Linked DNA regions of Mus musculus: regions 1, 2, 3, 4, 6 and 7 are each linked to region 5. The links are chromatin contacts, called in public Hi-C, HiChIP or PLAC-seq, capture Hi-C and promoter capture Hi-C maps. All regions are on one chromosome and are shown on one strand. Each heading gives the region's core, a stretch centred on a gene start, on an enhancer-like site or on the middle of the called end of the contact. The rest is flanking DNA. Distances are from core to core; before and after follow the strand shown. Region 1 has its middle 21 kb from the start of Rassf6. Region 2 overlaps Gm19619 (predicted gene, 19619). Region 3 holds the start of Btc (betacellulin, epidermal growth factor family member). Region 4 has its middle 37 kb from the start of Gm19619. Region 5 holds the start of Mthfd2l (methylenetetrahydrofolate dehydrogenase (NADP+ dependent) 2-like). Region 6 has its middle 17 kb from the start of Gm23092. Region 7 overlaps Rassf6 (Ras association (RalGDS/AF-6) domain family member 6).

Region 1 (2,700 bases), core at 167-2,666, 270 kb before region 5:
GAAACCTACACTTGCCTTGGTGCTGAAGACGTGCACCTGCACTCCAGTCCACACATTTGTGGGGCAAAGGGTTTATCCACAGAGCCATCTTTCTGTCCCATGGAAGGACACTTGATACTTGTAGGCTTCCTACTAGTGAGAAGACTTGAGCCCAGCATCTTGGAGTGAGCAGAAGGATTGGTGGACACAAAAGGAAACATGCCTAAAGGGGGTCCTTACGATAGTTATCTCTGGGGGATGTGTCACTCCAACATCTAGGGAGCCAAATTCTGCCATCCTTGGTAAGCAAGGCCAGCATGGAAGACTGAGTCACACTACACAGGATTTCCTGAGTCTTTATATCTTATCTTATATCTTATATCTTACAAATGCAGGCTTTCCCATCTAGCTTAGGCTGGTGTCAAATTCTTATGCTCACAAGTACAGGGATTGCAGGCATGCATGTACCAACTGTGCCCGGCTAATTTCCTGAATTCTTGTGAAGAGTCATGGGAGGAATGGTTTCGCACAAAGTAAGAACAATCGGTTTGCTCATGTTTTATTTCTCAATGCGATTTCCTGTTCTTAGTACCAGCCATGACTGCATTTCCACCAAACATGCAGGAAACAAAGCTGGTTTTTCCTTGAATTTGACATAAACTGGATTTCATGCAGTTATGCAAATGGGTGAGAGGTCCCGGGCTGACTCAGCACCAGCATCTTTCCTCACCTACCCTCTCCCGATGGTGACATCTGGATGCTCTGTGGAAGAGTTATCTGAACACTGTGCTCACCTAGAGACAACTCTGCCTCTTCCTCTGCAGGAAGAGCTCCGCAGTGAGACCTTCACTCACCGTAGCTTGAAAAACAAATTCTTCACCTGAAGTGACTTACAGTACAGTGGAACAGACACAAAGGCTAAGAAAGTTTGGTTTCTTAAAACCCAATGGGAATTCAGCAACAAAGGAGGCTTGGGGGTACCTAAGCCGAAAACCAAAGGAAGACTCAACATCAGACAAGTTTGAGCAAGACCTTCATTCTGGCCTTGTCCTCATCCCTAGCTATGACATCACAGTCGCAAGATGCTTCCCTTGCGGCCATCTGGCTTACATGCTTCCTCATGCACACCCAAGCTAGAAAGTATCCTCCTTTAGAATCTCCAATCATATTCACAAATCTTGACTCAGGTTGAGCAGAGTAAATTGACAAGACTTATTGGGAAAACATGAGAATGTGCCCGCTGACCTCCTGAGACAAGAACAGGTCAGAACTCTCCGACTCCACGGTCACTAATCACAGGTATTTCCTTAAATGAAAAACGGGTGTTGTGACGTGGAGGGGAATGCAGAGAATCTGGTTCCAGTCAGGACTTTGACTTTTGAATGGTCTGTATCCCTGTTAGGTTTAGTAAACAGTGATACCTCATCTTACCTATAGGTGGCAGTGTCGGGCTAGATTTGGCTGAGGCCCCAGAATCCTTAGTTCACAAATTACTAACAGTAAACTTCTGCAGGTAGCTTAAGCAGCCTCAGCTTCCCCATTTGTAAAATGAAATCAGTAAGACGGTCCGTGTAGAGTTACCATGAGGGCCGAATGAACGGGCTTGTTGTTCTTGGAACAAGATGTGTGTGTGTTAATTGGGCACCTGTCAGAGCCTTCAAGGTATCTCTTTTAGTGGCTTGGGCATTTGTGTTCTGCCCACTATGTCTGGAGGCTGATATTCTCATCCCTCATCATCGTTTTTATGAGCCGTAGACAGCCTCTTCTCGTTGACCTGAGGACTAGGTGGCAGTCTTAAACTGCAAAGCACCACACCACAGTACCAGAAGCATACACTGTGGCTCACCTTGTGATACTTGTTCAAAAGGAAGCATCGGTGCTGGCAAAGGGGATGCCGTTCTGAAGTGGGCTAAGTAAGGACAGGAAAGCTGGCTACTGGGCATTCTTCTCGGGGACAATTACCATGCACAGACGAGCTAGGTCAGGGAGATGCTTTAGTTTTGGAGACAACAGACATGCTTCTGTTACATCAAACAACTCAGTAACAGAAGGTTACTGGTTAAAGGATCGTCAACTCCTGCTGAGCAAGCCCACATTGCCAGCACTGAGGATGAGACCGACATCCTGGCAACCCTGTCCTTCCGATGGGCTGCCTTGAGAGTACAGCGTTAACTTTTCTCAGTTCCAGCTTCCAAATAAAGTTCCAAAAAGAATGCCCAGTAACAAGCTGTGGGGCCCTAGGGATAAAACAGCTTAGTAGAACATGTGGGATGCTTAGATATAATGGATATGATTGTCTTGCACAGTGCATGGTAAATATTTAAGGCACAACATAAAAGGGATATAAACGCATACATACATACATTTGGAAGGAAATGTCCACTACACAGTGCAGAGCGCTTCCTTCTCAGCACACTGTCAAATACCCTGTACCTGTTATAAGGAATTGGCTTCAAGTCTAACCAGGACTCCATAGGCTTCTGAGTGCCAGCCAGAAGCACAAAGAAGCTGGAAGTGCCAGCGCACTAAGCCTGCAGCTCTCAGCCTTACCAAAATACTCTAACCATCTGCAAAACCGTCAAGAACCTCGATGCTCCAGCTCCAGCTAAACAGATCTAACGTCTGGCCTTGAACTGCACCCTGGGACTTTTCAAAACTTCAAAAAGTCCCAAGTGCAGCTGAGGCAGAGACCGGTTGCTCTGTCACTCTTCTCAGACTCCA
Region 2 (2,700 bases), core at 179-2,678, 340 kb after region 5:
TGTTTTCAAAACCAATACAATGGAGTGTTATCTTAACATGCAGAGGGTGAGTTTTCCATATAAAAATATGAAGCTTCCAGTTTCTACTCATTGGCCTGCCCGCTCATCTTTGGGTTTGTACAACATATAAAAGATGTAGCCAAAAATAGAAGCACTCCATCTGGAAAGTTCAAAGTATAAGATGAAAAGTCTCACTTCGGGAATCAACTTGTTGATAGGGGATAGCAGTTTCCAGTAGAAAAATAAAGTGATTTTCAAATGAAGTTCAGGAGCCTTATAGCTATCATGTAGAGGGTAATCCAGAATGCAAAGTTTGCTTGAGGAGGTTCAATTCCTAACGCTAAGGAACAGAGTGCAGCAGGGCCTGTCTGTCTATCATCCCAGAGCTTGGAAAGGAGAGGCAGAAAGGTCAGGAATTTGGGGTTTTTTCTGTCTTTCAGTTTAGTTCTAAGACCTAGAACTTCTCTTCCACATCTCTAGCACCACACACCGACCCTCACATCCACAGCCAGACACCAGTTCTCACATAAGAGTCAAACACCAACCCTCATGTGTCTCTGAACCCTGATCAGGAGAGCAGGTCTCCTTTAAAAATAGCAAAACCCAGGACCCAGTTAAGCAAAGATTACAATAAAAGCATGTGTGACTTCCTTTGGGCTTGTCCTGGTGAAAGTGCACTGAACACACTAGGCTCACAGGGTGTCCTTGTTCAGTCCTGCCCCCTCCAGGAGTCTCAAGCTGCAAGGGTTAGGTTGTATCTGGCCTTTGTGAGATGTTTATGAAAAGGAAAAAAAACTTAAAGTATGGTGACTACTGACACCAAGTCATAGTTCCCTCATTGCACAGTGACTCTCAGCTGAGGACAATGTGGGCATCTCACCTACTTCTAAGGAAAGGAGTGATGGGGACAGTAACTGGAGAGGAGCGGAGGGACCCTAAGAACGGTGACAGCTGAGCAAGTCACGCGGGAACAAAGCCACTGTGAGAAGGATGATGGGGAGTGGTGCTATAGAAATCAAACAACAGAAAGCACAAACAAAAGGGTAAGTCATCACTTAACCAAAAGTAGCCCGAGCACTGTGAGATGGGAGACTCTTCTCTGACAATCTGGGGATTTACCACTGCCTCAATGTATGTCAGAATTCTTCAGAGTGCGTTAAGTATGAACCCTTTGGATATTCAAAGCATAGCATTTTAACTTAATGTAAGATTTTCATAATCTCTAACATGCAACTTAGAATACTCACTATAATGTTAAAATTTCCTTAAACATAAAAATGCACATCCATGGGAATCCCACATTTCTTATAAAATGAGGGACAAATATTGTGAGGTACTCTTGAACTTCAGGTGATGGTAGAGAGCCAGGGCACAATGCAGTGGTGCAGTCACTGACAGTATGCATGCTGGTGTCCCCTACTGGCATAATGTGACATGACAAGACAGAAGCTAATGTGCCAAAGTACTTAGTTACTGAGGGCTGCGGGCTGCTCTGTGACAAACACTACCAAGGCATAAAAGTTACAGCACTAAGTACACTGTGCTCCTCCTCTATCAGTTGAAGCAAACAGTAATCTAAGAATGACAATGGCCTTGGGTCCATATACCCTTGGTCCTGTTGCTGTGGGCCTTACGAAGTCATGCATTGCTATGGGAATGCATGGCAGTGAAGGTGATCCTTCCATCACAGTCAGAGAGCAAAGAGACTAGGAGATCTTGGGATCACAACCAAAGGCACAGCTCCAGTGACCTAAGTTCACACACACACACACACACACACACACACACAGAGAGAGAGAGAGAGGAGGGCAGAGACAGACAGACAGATAGAGACAGAGGGGAGACAGACAGACAGACAGAAAGACAGAGAAAGACAGAGAGACAGAAACAGACAGACAGAGCCCAAAGTTTCCACCACTCTTTATTGTGGCATAGGCTGGGCCTTGGCTTTAGTGTATAGACCTTTGGGGTAAGGTCCAACCCTCACACATGTTCTTACTGGAATTGTCTACTTTGTAAATGTTGGAAGTATAAATAGAGCACAGAGAAATTACTTGAGGTCAGTTTGTAGACTGGAGCCTTTGCAACACTACAAGTGTCCTTGAAAGGACTTGCATTGCCTTTCTTGTTGGAGCCACTTGAAATGATGTGAACCAGTCAGAATAGCCAGAGAGAGTATGTATCATGTATCATGGGGAAATTGGTGGATACACAGCAAAATTAATATAATTTTTCAACAGCAATAAGATAGGGAGTGAAGCACCATATATTCACACAATGTAACACTGTGTAGCAATGAAGAGAAAATACATTTGTATTAGAGCACCTTTTAGGGAAATTGGCAAGAAATAGACAAGATACATTGCTAATGGAAAATAGTAGTAATAAAACAGTGTACCCATAAAAGTTCCACTTAAAGGATAGGTACATGGACATGGAAAAGAGACCAGATGACATGTTTCAATGTGTTGTTACTGTGTCTTAGGGTATAATTCAATGGCAAGCAGTGTGCTTATATATGATAGCCAATCCTCATTTGCATACCCACACACATACACACACACACACACACACACACACACACACACACACACTCACTCATATAAAGTCTTGACAGAAAATTGATTGGTAGTTTTTGTTTCTTTATATTGCTTACATATACATAAAGACCAAATGATTTTTATGAAGAGAATTAGAAAC
Region 3 (2,700 bases), core at 70-2,569, 470 kb after region 5:
TGGCTGGGCTCTCCCACCAGGCTGTCCTCTCGTCTGCTACTCAGAGGCAGAGGGCAGGATGCCACCTGAAGCTGCACTCTGCTTCCACAGCTCTGGCTTCCAGGGAGCCGCCTCTCCTCTCTTGCTTCTGCGGACATCCAGGAGTTCTCAACCAACAGGCCCTAATTTTCCAAATAAAGAGATGTATTTCCTCTCCTGACTTTTCAAAGTAGGAAGCAAAAGGTCCCAAGTGAGGCCGTTTGGTATTTTTTCATTTCTCTTTGCTTTCTCGTCCTGAACGAAAAACAGTCACAGAAAGCTCTCAAGAGAGGACTTCTCCCTCGCAGCTCCTGCCACACGAATGGAAGAAAGAAAAGGGAGAGAGAAGGTGTGTGTGTGTGTGTGTGTGTGTGTGTTTGTGTGTGTTTTCCAGGAACGAGACAGAGAGAGAGAGAGAGAGAGAGAGAGAGAGAGAGAGAGAGAGAGAGAGAGAGAGAGAGAGAGGAGAGAAGACGGGACTGCTTTTGAGACTACCAGTAGCTTAGGAGGATTCATCACACACACACACACACACACACACACACACACACACACACACACACACACACACTCACACACACACAAGCACGTTGCTCTCCAGTCCATGCATGTTAGGAATGCCCGCCTCTGCCTTCTGCAGGTATCCTTCTCGGTGCAGACTCCCTTGCTTCTTCCTTTGAGAGTCTCCTCCCATCTCAGGCACCTGCTAAGCACCTCCCGGGTCCCTGCCAGCACCTTCCGCGAGCTCTGCTCCTGGCACTTCAAGGTGCCACCTGAGCACAGCCCAGCAGCAGGCAGCAGGATCCCTGCCGCCCTGGGCCTCGAGTATACCCAGGGAAGACTCCAACAGGTGCAAGCCAGAGGCGGGATCTTAACTTCACCAGCTCACTCTTTCAGCAAGGTTCACAGGACTCCAGCCCCCATGACTTTCCTCCTGATCTGTAGCTCTCAGAATGAACACTTACCCAGGGCAAGGACCAGGAGCAGCGGCAGGGAGCTGACACTGCTACCCGGGGCTGTTGGGTCCATCAACTGTGCTGTGAGGGGCAGGGCAGCCCCTGGATGAGTCCTCAGGTTCCTTCTCTATGCCCTTCCTGGGCCCTGGCACCGAGAGGGTGCTTGAAAACTAATCCCTGAGCCAGGAGGAAGCGAAACTAAGCAGCAGGCAGCCTGCCTACAGAGCAGGGAAACACCCGGGGCGGGCAGCCAGCGGGCTCCAGTGTCACCCAGAACTGGGAGCCTCCTATTTATCCTGGAGCCTTCTGCACACACCCCCGGAGAGGCACACCACTTGGTGCTGGTAGCCTGCACGCTGCTCCCACCCAGCTGCCCCACACCCATACTCACACCCAAGGACACGCTCAGAGGGCCACGGGGCCAGCTCTCCCACTCCCCCTGCTGGGTCTCACCTGACGGTTCATTTCTTTCCCCCTGTGGGACAAAACAAGGTAAATGGGGCCCAGAAGAGAGGCAGAAGAGGACCTGGTCATGTGGCCTCAACTCATGAAGCCCTCTGGGGGAAAGTCTAGAAGTCTCCTTCTGGCCTAAGGAGCGAATTCTGAGACTAGAGCGAAGTTCACTGAAAAGAAAAAACAAACAGACAAACAACAACAACAACAACAACAACAACAAAAAACCACAAAAAACCTCAAGCATTTGACAGTTGACGCAGACAGGCGATTTCTCAAGAGTCATTGTTGTCTATAGAATTCTTAAAGTTAATACTTCAGTTTTCAGTGCCTTCTAGTCAGTTATTAATTAGCCGGGCATTTTAGCTTGCCAAAACGTCCTTTTGAAATTTCATGTATCAGCTGGATGTGGTGGCACATGCCTCTAATCAGGAGGAGAGCAAGTTTGAAGGGTCAGCCTGGCCCACATAGCACAATATTAGCTCAGAAACTTAGTAACAAATCATCTGAGTAAATAGATAAATAAAAGAACTTCATTTCTATTTTATTTATCCATTATTTTTTCATTTGTTTACCTCTTAATTCTAGTAGGATCTTTCTGTTTCTTTTTCGTGTGTGTGTGTGTTTGTGTGTGTGTGTGTGTGTGTGTGTGTGTGTGTGTGTGTGTGTGTGTGTTGTATGCTTGTGCTTTGCCAAACCTTATCTCTATTTCATCATGCCTAGTAATGGGAACTTTTTATGCATTGAGCCGTCTCTGGAACCCAAAGACACACTGAACAGCCTATAAAAGGGTTCCAGTTTTACCGTATAGCACAAGTATATTTGCATCTGAACTGACCAAGGGGTTTGGGTCTTATGAACTGATTTACTGATCTTGTAAAAGCAATGCATACAATGCATCCACCTTCAGAAGTTGCATTTCTGACACTGGAAAGTACAATAAACATTTTTTTTTACATATGAAAGATAAGTCAAGCATTTGACCCTCCTTTTGAACCCCATTATATAAATTAAGCAAGTGATATTTTATTTCTAAACCGATCCTAGTTATGTTAGTGCCGTAGGCAACTGATGTATCTAGAAGAATGAAGTTTTAAATCCATCCATTCTAGTTAACCCCTTAGAGCCCTGGAAGAGGGAACCGTCTCAGATGATTGGGTGGGGTCCGGAGCAGGGAAGAACTGAGAGATAGAGGGCCATGCACCACAGAGGTGATGGAGTACAGGAAGCCATCAGGGCTTTAGAATGGTGGCACTCCCTCCGTATGTCTCTG
Region 4 (2,700 bases), core at 189-2,688, 390 kb after region 5:
ATCTGACTAGCTGGCACCGGTGGGCACATGATTTCTGCTCATGGATCTGAGTAAACCGGGTGACTATTGATACGTGTTGGAATTCATCAGTCTCTGTTGAATAGATAGTCTCGTTTATGGCTCAACCTGATCAGTTTGACCTGAGATAGCACAACTTAACCTGTGGATTCTATGTGTGCTTCTTGATATCTTGCATTTCTGAGCATAAATTAAGCTTCAAATGGTTGGATAAGTTTCCCTTACCTCTTATGCACCCACTACCAACAGCCCTCCCAAGATACAAGTCTAGATTTTGAGAATATAGTTGCCATCCACTAGAAGGATCCCTCATAGTTGGGTCTGCGTATTAAGACAGGTAGTGAGGAGCATCTCAGAGAACCTGAGTACAGGTAAAACTCTGTGAGTGCTTCTACTGGAAACACTTAACATTTTCTATGTTTTTGGTATAATACAAGGAATGCTCATGCTATCCCCAGGTATATTACTATCCTATGTTTTCTATACAGGAAGACAGATATTTTGAAAAGTTCAATGATCAGTCAATGATAATTTAAAACCCACATTGTTTTTGCTTGAAAACTATACCATCTTTTGGAACAAATATTAAATTCCCATTTTATAAGTCTAAAGAAGTTTCTTCGTGACTTCAGGCACTTGCATGACCCTTTGTGGTGTACATAGCACAGGCTCATCTGAGAGGTATGAACGCTTGGGAATCAGTGCGCACCTCAGCAACGCGCTTCCCACGATTCTACCGTTAACATCTCCAGAGCAGCAAACATGCTGCAGAGCTCAGAGATCCACCATGGGAAGTCACACCACAAACAGGGCAGGAGTGGCAGTCAACCTTATGAGTCATTCGGGACAAGGGTCAGCGAGCTTTCCCATGACAAGCCAGATAGGCAGCACTTTTCCCTGGGCAGGACACCCCACATCTATGATCAAGATGCGCCGATCATAGAGCTTTGCCACACATAGGCATTCCATATACAAAATTAACCAGAGAAAGCAGTTGAGAATTCTAAGTTTTGAAATAGCTGTGATGCTGGAAAAAGCCTAGGCTTGGCTGACAATAACCTGTGATTACTCACAAAGCAATATCAGTCTTGAAACTGGTTCCAGGGGCTGAAATAATGTGTAGTGTCCAGGAAGGGCACTTTCCTGGGTTTGTGTAGGAAAGCCAATAGCTGCAATCCTCATGGGTTTCATGCTTTAACCACTTGGAAATTACTCTACCTTCCAGGTTAAGCAGGTTCTGTAATTCCTAACCAGCAACATTTGATATTTTCTATAGACTAGGGGCTCCTTTGGGGTTGCTCTTCTCCCATATTTTGTGTGAAAGCTCTTTTCTCCTTTTATGCTGCGCCTAGAACATGAGTTCCATTCAGACTCAGTAAAGAAGGCAGCAGAGGTCTTAAACTTTAAGAGGAGGAAATGAGTCAGTGAGATTGTGGTGTGCTCTTCCCAGCATGCTCAGCGGTGTGGAAGGACTGTCAAGGAAACAGAAGAACGCAATTATTTTGTTTCTTCTATCCAAGTCTATTTACAATGTCTTTCTCCTAATCTTAACCTGTGAGTCATGACCCTCATGGGGGTTGAATGACTCTTCCACAGGGGTCACATAATCAGATATCCTTCAGCTTGGATAATTATACTACTATTCGTCACAGTATCAAAGTTATGAAGTAGCAATGGAACAATGTTATGGTTGGGTTCAGCACACCATGAAGAACTGTATTAAAGGGTCACAGCTTTGGGAAGGTTGAGATCCTAGAACTTTTCTATAAAGACTGAGAAACAGGGAGTCCCACACCACTTGGATCCAGGTCAGGGGAGCCAAACACCTGAGGGAGGCTTAAGAACTTAAGAACTTACTCTTGACTCTTCTATGACATGTGACTGTTTTTTTAAGGGTCAGACCTAGTTAGGAATTCTCCTTCATATTGACCCTTTTATCCTCTCTCTAGAAAGAGTGTATTAATATCAGGAGCTGGGGCAACTATTTTGCAGTAGTGAAGTTGATATTCAAGAATAGCGGGACAGAAAGACAGGAGAAGCTGCTTTGACATCCCCAAGTGACTGTAACAACGCTGTTATTGAATGAGAAGGCAGTATCCTGACTGGTGACACTCCTGTGACAAGCACTTCTATTTGGATTTGAATGAATTTCTAACCAATACATGAATACATGTTCCATAGCCATTAAAACACATACTATGAGAAAAAGAATATTAGCCAAATTGTAATGATGAATTAAAACTAAGAAAAAATAAACTGTCCTGTGGGCAGAGAGATTAAGAAACTTAAACCAGATAAGTATATAAGGTGATACAATATATTGAATGTCTCAAGCTTATTTCTTTCTCCCACTTAATGAATAGTTTTACTATAATAAATGTTAATAAATATTACTATGTAAAATATTATAAGGGGTCAGAGAGGTGACTGTCTAAAAGCATTTCTCAATTCCCAGCATCCAAAGGGCAGCTTATGTCTCATATCTAACTCCCGTCCCAGAGGGTCCAACACACTTTTCTGGCCTCTGACAGCACCATGCCCACATATGATTTATAGACATACAAGCATGCAAAATACCCATGTACATAAAATGAAAATTAAATAAGGGAAAAATATATAGAAAATAATGATTTTTAAGCAAAGACAAAATATCACATATTTACGTATGTCTACTAAATTATT
Region 5 (2,700 bases), core at 12-2,511:
CCTATTACCCAGCTCCTCACTGCTGAACCTAAGTGAACCAGCGCTCGGGTTTAACGCTGTCTCAGCTTAGCCCATACCTTCTCCGGTATGAATTTCCCTTATCCTTTATTTTATGGAGCTCCGAACCAGCAGCGTCTCTTCCAAAAATCCTTTGCCGTTTCTCAGTCCCGAGTTGGTTCACCAATTGTTGTGTCCGGCCAGCAGACCACAACCTGGGTTCTAGCCTGAAAAGGCATTTTGGAAACCTGGAAGAGAAGAGGGGCTAGGTGGCGAGAGAAAAGAATGTAGCCAAGACAGTTACTCTGATCAAGGCTCAAATTTTATTGTTGCGACACTAGTTATGAAGGAAGGGGGAGGGGACCCGATTCCCGCCGAATAATCTCGGGTCCAGTAGAAAGGTGCACGTGTGTGGCTCCTCAGGTTCCAGCAGTGGGCGTGGCAGAACGAATGAGCAGGAAGCTCCACCCCTGAGCAAGCAGGTTTCAGGCTGGGGGAGGGGAGACTACACTTGTATATTTGGGGTACAAGTTCACAACAAGTATTTTACAAACACCCACCCCTCAACGAAACTTTTTCCTTGCCTTTTCATTCTCTTAACAGGTTTATTTTTCCCCCACAGCAGAAATTTAAATTTTTTTTATACACTATGATAAAGTGTTACATAAAAAGTCTCGATGCCAAGATTTTCTTCTATGTTTTCTTTCTGTGATTAAATGCCTTCTACCAGACAGACATTGCACCACTGTTCTTGATGGTTTTTTCACAGAACAAGCTCTCTAACATCTGGGACTTTCCATAACTAGTTTCCTCAGTCAGACAGTAGTCTAAACAGCTCTTGCCCCTCGCATCACTGCCACAGCTTGACCTTGGGAGGAATATTTCCTGTTAGCTTTGCAGATGATTTTTGCTTTCTCATTGCAAACTCCCTCTGCTTTAAGGTTCCACAAACTCTAGGATCTTCTGGAAGTGTCAAGGATGCTGAAGACTGATAGAAATCCCAAGGACATCTTTGTTTCTTCCTCTCCTTGAGTTTCTTTTTCAATGCATCTTAAGGTCGCACAGGGAGTGAAAAGCAAAGACCTGCAACAACTTTACTGCTCCAAGCTGCCCTCCCTGTAACCATGGAAACGAGACCAGGGACTAGAGCTGGGCCTGGGGCACAAGGGGGCCTTGCTGCCTGCAAGAACGGCCGAGGACTTCCCTGTGCTCCCGTGGCGACAGCGTGCACGGGTTGGAGCCAAGTCGCCCGCCACCCCGCGGCCACCAGCGGTGCCGCCTCTGCCTTCTCGGGGCTCGGCCCCGCCCCGCGCCCCGGAACCCTGCTGAGGGCCCCGGGCGTGTCGCTGAGCTGACCGCGGGACCCCCGGAGGCGGACGGCGAGGCATGGCGACGCGGGCCCGCGGCTTCTCGCTGCTCCGGGGCCGTCTGGGCCGAGGGCCTGTGCGAGCCCCGGGCGTCGCCGAGCGCGCGTGGCGCGGCTTCGGGAGCAGCGGCCGGAGGTAGGAGCTGCGGGCAGGGGCCGCGCGCTGGGCGGCGGCGGGGCCTGCGGAGGCCCGGGGTGGCCGCGGTGCGAGGCGCTCAGGCAATGGGCCGCGGCTTTGTTCAGACTGTTCTTGTGCGAGGAGGAGTAGGCGCTGTGCAGACCTGTAGTCCAGCGTTTCTGTTTCTTTAGTCCTTTGTCACCGGCTTGCTGTAATCTTTCCCACCTCGGAATGTCTTACAGTTTCCTTAAACTGCATGCAGTCCAGGCTGGCCTCTCCGCTTGTAGGGCGCTTGGCAGCCTTCGGATTTGGTTGCTGCCCGGGACAATGAAAAGACACCGTGGTGCCCAGGAACAGGCCACGCTGCCGCAGCGTCCCTTGTCTGCTGGGGAATCCAACCTATGGAACAACAGCAATGCATAGTGTCTTGCCCAGGGCCTTCGAGTTCAGAAAAACTCATTTGTAAACTTCCAGTGCTTCTTAGGTGGCTGGAGACTCTCGCTTGACGGTTTATAGTCACTTTGTGTCCTCAAGGAAAAGTACAGTGAGGCTGTGCCCATAGGTGCTGTGTGATTTAAATTAACTCCCCATCATACGTATTTGGATCTTAGTTTTGAGTCACTGAAATTTAAAGTTCTTTCTGTAGTCTTAACTTCGGAGATGGTTTGTAGTGACTAGGTCTATAGAAGAGGATGTGTGGTAAATGATACAGCTTCGGAATTCTATTGCTGTACACTGTTGGCCTGTAGTAGCAGCGTTGGGATTTGCTGTTTAGCCAGAGTGCTCTCCTCCCTTGGAAGAACAGATTTGTAAGGGTTCTGTTTGCAATCCAGACTTGAAGGGGTTGTCTACCAAGAGTATCCTATTTAAATCATTATCCTTGGAATTTCAAGTTTTTAGTGCTTCCCTCTAGAATAATGGTAATTTTTTTGTTAGTGTATAAGTTGATTAATGTCCCTTCATCAGTTCGATGTCTCCATCTCCCCATTTGCTCCTTGCCTAATTCCTACTGAAACAACAGTTACAACCTCAGTATTTGGTTGTAGCCACATGCTCCACACCCACAAACACATAGATATCCATCCATTCATAGAAACTTCCCATCTTGCAATTTGTAGTTTGGTCTGGTGGCAGGCCTTGGGTTTGAACTCTGATACCTTAGAATTAAAGGTGCAGTCTGTTTTGGAAGACTATTTCTTTCAAACTGTGATGATAAAAG
Region 6 (2,700 bases), core at 153-2,652, 270 kb after region 5:
CTCAGTACTTCTAGCCATTTTCGCAACCTTTAATGCTTACCTTTTGGAGTTTATGTTAATAAAAACTGAGGCTATTTTAAACGCTCCTGACTTTGTTAGTATCTAGGTTTCTTTCTTGAACAGAGGATTCTGATCTCTGGTGAATGAGAGAGCTTTTGTTTGATGTAACTCCTTAGCTTTTGAGAGTATAGCACAATTATAATACGTCTCCCTTTTCTTTCCTCACTGCAAATCTTCCTGTATAACTTCCTTGCTCTCTTTCAATTTTAGGGCCTATTTCTGCATTAATTGATGTATGCATATATGTAATATACACAAATTTAATGTTACTTGCATGCGTGTTTTGTTTGATTCCTGCAAGCAGAGCCAGATACTCTGTCACATCCCTGTGACAGAGATGATGATGATGTTACTTAGAGAGGTAAACTCCAATTCTTACTGTAACATAGCTTTAGAATACGTGACTACATGTGATTACACGGGGCCCTTTTTACTTGAATTCTTAATCAACATTACATAAGGGATAGCCTTTACTCAGAATAGAACCACTCTGATGTGGATAATTGTCAAACTATTGTAACTTTAAGGCTGAATTCACTTTTCTATTTGTATAAACAGTATTTGTCTGGTATTTTCTTTTTCTTTTCTTTTTTTTCTTTTTCTTGTCAGAGTGCCCAGTTTTGTTTTCTGTTTGCTTTGCTTTGTTTTTGCTAGATAGTTGATTGTTTCAAGTTGAATACTAAGTTCTGTGGCTGGAACTAAATAATACAATGCATTCTACGCAGACTATTCCATGCCTCTTGCTTCTTGGTTTTTATTTGCTATGATTGTGTTCTTCTTCTGTGTCTTAGACAACACCTCAACCCTTAGCAGGGCAGATAGCTCCTATTGCTTAACAAGAACAGTGAAAACCACCCTTAAGAAAGCAAACCTTTGTTAAGAGGCATCTAACTATTGCTAAAATGTTATGTCACTTAGCAACCACAAAAGAACATACTCTTTTATAGGCAAAGGAAAACATTTTCTGGATGCTACTGTTATAACTGCATTTTAGATAAAAAGACTGTCAATGAATAGTATATCATGGGCCTTGAGCTAGCTTCCTTTCTTTCTTTCTTTCTTTCTTTCTTTCTTTCTTTCTTTCTTTCTTTCTTTCGTGAGCCTTCTTTAACTATTGAATCAATTCTAGTCTACCAAGGTTAAAACTGGAAAGAGCAAAGTCCTCTTTCTTGATTGGCCAATTAAAATAAAAACTAGAAATATTTCAAAGTTTCATGTTTGTTTTACAGAGGCTTTTGAACATTACTGCAGTTCTGAGTTTTACACCTTTGTCCCTTGGGGAGGGCAGTATTTCCTTCACGTGAACTGTCAGGTGGTGGGTGACTAATCTCTCACTGTGCTTTGAGGTCTGGGAAGCGCTTTCATACTCCTTATCTTGCTTGACCCTTCTCCTGCCCTCTGGAGCTGGCATGGATTGCAGTGTTATCTTCCCTTTGCATGTGAGAGAAATGAAACTCAAGGGCCTTCTTTGGCTCGCCTAAGCCAGACAACTGCTAAACAGTCAAACCAAACAAGGAACTTCACCAGACAACAAAACCAGCAACTCAGAACGCTGAACAATAAAAAGAGGACGACTTGCAAACACCAAAGTCACTACCACTTTGGTGAAAAACAAACAAACAAACAAACAAACTTGATTTGAGTTAAATAAATAAAATTACAAGCTAAAATTGATAGTTCCATGGATTGGATTTCGTGTATAAATATATACATAAGTACATATGTAAAAATCATATACTTGGGCCAGCAAGATGGTACAGTGCATAACTCTACTTGAAGCCAAGTCTAATAACCTGAGTGCTATCACAGAGACCTTCATGATAAGAGAGAACTAGCTCCTCTCTGTCCTCCACTTCCATACAATATATGCATATGGTAAACAAATATCCAGAGACTGCCCCACCCGGGGATCCACCCCATATATAGACACCAAACCCAGGCACTATTGAAAATGACAAGAAGTGCTTGGTGACTGACAGGAGTCCAATATAGCTGTCTCCTAAGAAGCTCTGCCAGAGCCTGACAAATACAGAGGGGAATGCTCGCAACCAACCATTGCACTGAGCACGAGAACCCTAATAGAGGAGCTATGGAAAGGACCAAAGAAGCTGGAGGGGTTTTCATCCCCATAGGAGGAGCAACAATATCAACCAACCATACCCCCCAGAGCTCCCAGGGACTAAATCACCAATCAAAAACTACACATGGAGGGACCCATGGTTCCAGCTACATATGTAGCAGAGGATGGCCTTATTTGGCCTCAATGGGAGGAGAGGTCCTTGGTCCTGTGAAGGCTTGATGCCCCAGTGTAGGGGAATGCCAGGGTGGTGAGGTAGTGAGTTGAGAGTGGGTGGGTCGATGGGGGAGCACCCTCATAGAAGCAAGAGGATGAGATAGGGGATTTATGTGGGTGGGGGGACTGGGAAAGGGGATAATTTTTCCTTCTGTGCTTTCACCCTGGAATTCTGAGATTGAATTCTGGTATCCAGCTTTGCATGGTAAGTGCCTTTATCCACTGAACCACTCCACTGGCTCTCAGCTGGTTTGGGGCCAAGAGATACTAGTCTGATATTATTGTTCATTTTTCAGTATTAGGTTTTAAAAATTGTATGTTACATAAAGTAGCATATAAACTACCAT
Region 7 (2,700 bases), core at 199-2,698, 320 kb before region 5:
CTCAATAGATTCATTTTTGGCCTCTTTCCTGTGTTCCCCTCCTTGCTGAAGTGGACAACAACTTCCTTACAGTTTGGGAGTGTGTAATTCAAGAAGCATTCCATACACTGTGCACATGACTAAGCTTAAGGGTGGCTCTCTGTACTTCTCAAGCAAGAACTGGTTAGAACTTTAACATCAAACAATTGAACATGTGCAAACATGGAACAGCTTGTGTTGCTCTGGCTAAACACCAGGAAGTGTACTGGGTCTAAATGCTGGGGAGGGATTGTATGGGCTTCAAAATAAAACGGAGGTAGAAATTTGATAGACAAATAAAATGCTGCTACTTCCCTATTCATGACAAAAGAAAAAAAAGACATTACTGATACAAAATATATGCACCTGTTCACTTCCTGCTCTTTATTTCATTCTGCCATGGCTTGCCTAAAATATGCAAACACTGACTTTAAAGAGATATTAAAATAGAAATGGAAACCAGTGAGAACAAAAATAACTCCAGTGAGGTTCTTCTTGTCTATTTTGGCTTTTAACACACAAAATTTCTATAAGAAAACATTTGGCCCTGATACGATAGAGATCAAAGTCCCTCCTACAGAGTCATTTCCATACTTGCAAGTGGTCAGAGCTCAAACACACCGCTGTACTTTTAAACCTTCACCATCCCCATTAGGGTAATACTTCCTCAGTGTGACTCACTGCCAACATGACTAAAGCAAGATAACAGTAGTGAATATTTTCTCCAAGGAATAGAAAGATGCTCAACTGGAGTCCTTGCAGCTGAGCACACACTGTCCATGTCCTTCGTTGTCTACTAACCCACCAACAGGAGACAGTAAGTCTGAGCAGCAGTGTTAAGTCCTGACCATAGATGCCCAAAACGGACAAAGAATGAGAGAAGCTTTGAAAGAGGGGAATGGTCAAATTCGTTACACAATTTAATGGGGCCCGGAATTTGAGTGAGTCACCTAAGAGGAAGTGATCAAGGGAGGGAGAGTACCTAAGACTGAATGGACACAGAGAACAGTGCCTCTGGTGTCTCTATATGCCACCACAGAGAGGCCAGGGAGAGCCATTCTCTCTGCAGTGTGCCTTCATGTCTGAAGAGCAAGCTGACTGCACCAACTAAATAATGCTATCATGCTTGTGTGTGTGTGTGTGTGTGTGTGTGTGTGTGTGTGTATGTGTGTGTGTGTATGTGTGTGTGTATGTGTGTGTATGTGTGTGTGTGTATGTGTGTGCATGTGTGTATGTGTGTGTGTATGTGTGTGTGTGTGTGTGTGTGTGTGTATGTGTGTGTGTGTGTGTGAAAGAGAGACAGAGAGAGAGAGAGAGAGAGAGAGAGAGAGAGAGAGAGAGAGAGAATGAATCAGTCAGTCTGCACTGTATGCATAAGGGGTGTGGTCTCTTCCTGCTAATTCTTACTAGAATGAGAAGTTTCATGGCAGACGCATAATTACAATGCTCTAGTGAGTCTTGTTACTGTGCTAAAGGACAGGCTGATACCTCCAGTGTTCTAGTACATGTCTGGTTATTCTGTTGAATCACAGGCTTATGAAATTGTCTAGGTGTATTTTCTCAAGTTTAAATCATGAGAAATAACTTCTGCTTGCTTCCAAAGCTGTTATAGCTTGAACTTGGGATGTACTCCACAGGTTCGTGGGTTTGAGCACTTGGACCCTTCAACTGGTAGTGCTGTGTGGAGTCTTTGAGACCATGGCCTAGCTTGCAGAAGTAAGTCCCTGGGGTCAGACCTTGAAGATACCTGGATCAGAGCTCCCTGCTTCCTAACTTGCTAAGATATGAGCATGCCATGATGGCTCAAGCTCCTACTGTTTGGCTGGAGTCCCTTCAGCTCCCATGCCTTCTCTACCGTGGTGGTCTGGACATCAGAAAATGTGAGGCCAAACAATCCTCTCCTCCGTCCATTGCTCTGTCATGCTTGGCTATGCTGATGAGAAGAGTTACAGAGAAACCCTGCATCGAACCCCCTTCCGCCCCCCCCCCCCAAAAGTTACTAGCATACCAGCACTGTTCTAAGGGAAATGGGCTCTGCAGAAGGCAAGAGAAGGTGATAGTTTATAATCTGCTGTGGCATAGGCAAGAACACCACCCATATGATCTGTCCCCACCCTTGGCTCCTAAAACTCACCGGCAATTTCCATGTCTTTCATTCAAAGCTAGTATGTTGAATTGGTGAGATTAAAACATATCTTTGAATAACTATTAAAACAACAGTGGCTTATCACAACTGTAGAAGTGCCAACCTCCTCGACGTATCGCTGTAACACTGCACACTTATGAAGTTTTAATGAACTGGAAGGAATCAGAATTTAGCAGGAAAAAACAAAAACAAAAACAAAAACAAAAACGGGTGTGGTGGCTCACACCTTTAATCCCAGCATTTGGGAGGCAGAGGCAGGTGGATTTCTGAGTTCGAGGCCAGCCTGGTCTACAAAGTGAGTTCCAGGACATCCAGGGCTATACAGAGAAACCCTGTCTCAAGAAACAAAACAAAACAAAACAAACAAACAAACAAAAAGAATATAGCAGAAGGGGTCTGCCCCTCGAAGGAATTTGCCATGAGTTCTTAGGTAGATGCGAAATATGATCACAATTTTTCGTTCATATCTTGTATAGTTCTTTTATTTTAAAGCAAGGCTCAATCACTTTTATATACTGCGTCTACTGATTTGAATG

Evidence for each region. Promoter capture Hi-C pulls out the DNA fragments that hold promoters and counts their contacts. HiChIP or PLAC-seq counts read pairs in DNA pulled down with a chosen protein or histone mark. Hi-C and Micro-C count contacts between places; a contact is called where the count stands out from the background. Capture Hi-C pulls out chosen DNA fragments and counts their contacts.
Region 1: a Hi-C map of bone marrow-derived macrophages shows a contact between it and region 5, with 22 read pairs. The contact joins the enhancer-like site here to the promoter of Mthfd2l in region 5. A contact is called at or near these places in 9 of 39 promoter capture datasets (the C10 cell line, HPC-7-derived erythroid cells, cranial neural crest and 6 more), 10 of 484 Hi-C or Micro-C datasets (the AML12 cell line, B cells, the C2C12 cell line and 7 more), 14 of 115 datasets of contacts at active chromatin or transcription factors (astrocytes, bone marrow-derived macrophages, cardiomyocytes and 8 more) and 5 of 9 other capture datasets (adipose tissue, embryonic stem cells, liver and 2 more).
Region 2: a promoter capture Hi-C map of liver shows a contact between it and region 5, with 3 times the contacts expected there. The contact joins the enhancer-like site here to the promoter of Mthfd2l in region 5. A contact is called at or near these places in 4 of 39 promoter capture datasets (the 3T3-L1 cell line, hippocampal neurons and liver), 2 of 115 datasets of contacts at active chromatin or transcription factors (bone marrow-derived macrophages and pancreatic cancer cells) and 1 of 9 other capture datasets (macrophages).
Region 3: a contact with region 5 is called in a capture Hi-C map of macrophages, with 3 times the contacts expected there. The contact joins the promoter of Btc here to the promoter of Mthfd2l in region 5. A contact is called at or near these places in 11 of 39 promoter capture datasets (the 3T3-L1 cell line, cranial neural crest, embryonic stem cells and 4 more), 5 of 484 Hi-C or Micro-C datasets (the AML12 cell line, the C2C12 cell line, myocytes and 2 more), 2 of 115 datasets of contacts at active chromatin or transcription factors (astrocytes and kidney) and 3 of 9 other capture datasets (adipose tissue, macrophages and pancreatic islet).
Region 4: a FOXA1 HiChIP or PLAC-seq map of pancreatic cancer cells shows a contact between it and region 5. The contact joins the enhancer-like site here to the promoter of Mthfd2l in region 5. A contact is called at or near these places in 6 of 39 promoter capture datasets (the 3T3-L1 cell line, embryonic stem cells, frontonasal cranial neural crest and 3 more), 6 of 484 Hi-C or Micro-C datasets (the C2C12 cell line, bone marrow-derived macrophages, cerebellum and 3 more), 3 of 115 datasets of contacts at active chromatin or transcription factors (bone marrow-derived macrophages, embryonic forebrain and pancreatic cancer cells) and 3 of 9 other capture datasets (adipose tissue, liver and macrophages).
Region 6: a contact with region 5 is called in a promoter capture Hi-C map of liver, with 2.8 times the contacts expected there. The contact joins the enhancer-like site here to the promoter of Mthfd2l in region 5. A contact is called at or near these places in 3 of 39 promoter capture datasets (hippocampal neurons and liver).
Region 7: a contact with region 5 is called in a CTCF HiChIP or PLAC-seq map of the NIH/3T3 cell line, with 9 read pairs. The contact joins the enhancer-like site here to the promoter of Mthfd2l in region 5. A contact is called at or near these places in 9 of 39 promoter capture datasets (the 3T3-L1 cell line, 3T3-L1-derived adipocytes, embryonic stem cells and 6 more), 1 of 15 datasets of contacts at CTCF or cohesin (the NIH/3T3 cell line), 2 of 484 Hi-C or Micro-C datasets (bone marrow-derived macrophages and peritoneal macrophages), 6 of 115 datasets of contacts at active chromatin or transcription factors (astrocytes, bone marrow-derived macrophages, embryonic stem cells and 3 more) and 3 of 9 other capture datasets (adipose tissue, liver and macrophages).

What each region holds. Positions count from the first base shown.
Region 1 is chr5:90,660,200-90,662,899 of GRCm38.p6, forward strand. No RefSeq gene overlaps it. Among named protein-coding and RNA genes, the nearest start is that of Rassf6, 21 kb to the left of the region's middle. Within about 2 kb of position 1,417, at least 24 of the 459 cell types and tissues checked have an H3K27ac peak or open chromatin away from gene starts, as enhancers often do. A contact at or near this core is called in the STO cell line and bone marrow-derived macrophages, where this site is marked.
Region 2 is chr5:91,269,538-91,272,237 of GRCm38.p6, forward strand. The region is part of intron 4 of Gm19619 (predicted gene, 19619); the gene reads right to left. Among named protein-coding and RNA genes, the nearest start is that of Gm19619, 12 kb to the right of the region's middle. Within about 2 kb of position 1,429, at least 3 of the 459 cell types and tissues checked have an H3K27ac peak or open chromatin away from gene starts, as enhancers often do. A contact at or near this core is called in liver, where this site is marked.
Region 3 is chr5:91,401,675-91,404,374 of GRCm38.p6, forward strand. Btc (betacellulin, epidermal growth factor family member) reads right to left here and starts at 1,320. Exons shown (of 6, transcript NM_007568.5): 1 at 984-1,320. The coding sequence starts at 1,047.
Region 4 is chr5:91,319,078-91,321,777 of GRCm38.p6, forward strand. No RefSeq gene overlaps it. Among named protein-coding and RNA genes, the nearest start is that of Gm19619, 37 kb to the left of the region's middle. Within about 2 kb of position 1,439, at least 21 of the 459 cell types and tissues checked have an H3K27ac peak or open chromatin away from gene starts, as enhancers often do. A contact at or near this core is called in the C2C12 cell line and pancreatic cancer cells, where this site is marked.
Region 5 is chr5:90,929,935-90,932,634 of GRCm38.p6, forward strand. It overlaps Mthfd2l (methylenetetrahydrofolate dehydrogenase (NADP+ dependent) 2-like), which reads left to right and starts at 1,262. Exons shown (of 8, transcript NM_026788.1): 1 at 1,262-1,499. The coding sequence starts at 1,384.
Region 6 is chr5:91,199,204-91,201,903 of GRCm38.p6, forward strand. No RefSeq gene overlaps it. Among named protein-coding and RNA genes, the nearest start is that of Gm23092, 17 kb to the right of the region's middle. Within about 2 kb of position 1,403, at least 16 of the 459 cell types and tissues checked have an H3K27ac peak or open chromatin away from gene starts, as enhancers often do. A contact at or near this core is called in liver, where this site is marked.
Region 7 is chr5:90,611,538-90,614,237 of GRCm38.p6, forward strand. All of the region lies in intron 4 of Rassf6 (Ras association (RalGDS/AF-6) domain family member 6), which reads right to left. Among named protein-coding and RNA genes, the nearest start is that of Rassf6, 28 kb to the right of the region's middle. Within about 2 kb of position 1,449, at least 108 of the 459 cell types and tissues checked have an H3K27ac peak or open chromatin away from gene starts, as enhancers often do. A contact at or near this core is called in the NIH/3T3 cell line, bone marrow-derived macrophages and pancreatic cancer cells, where this site is marked.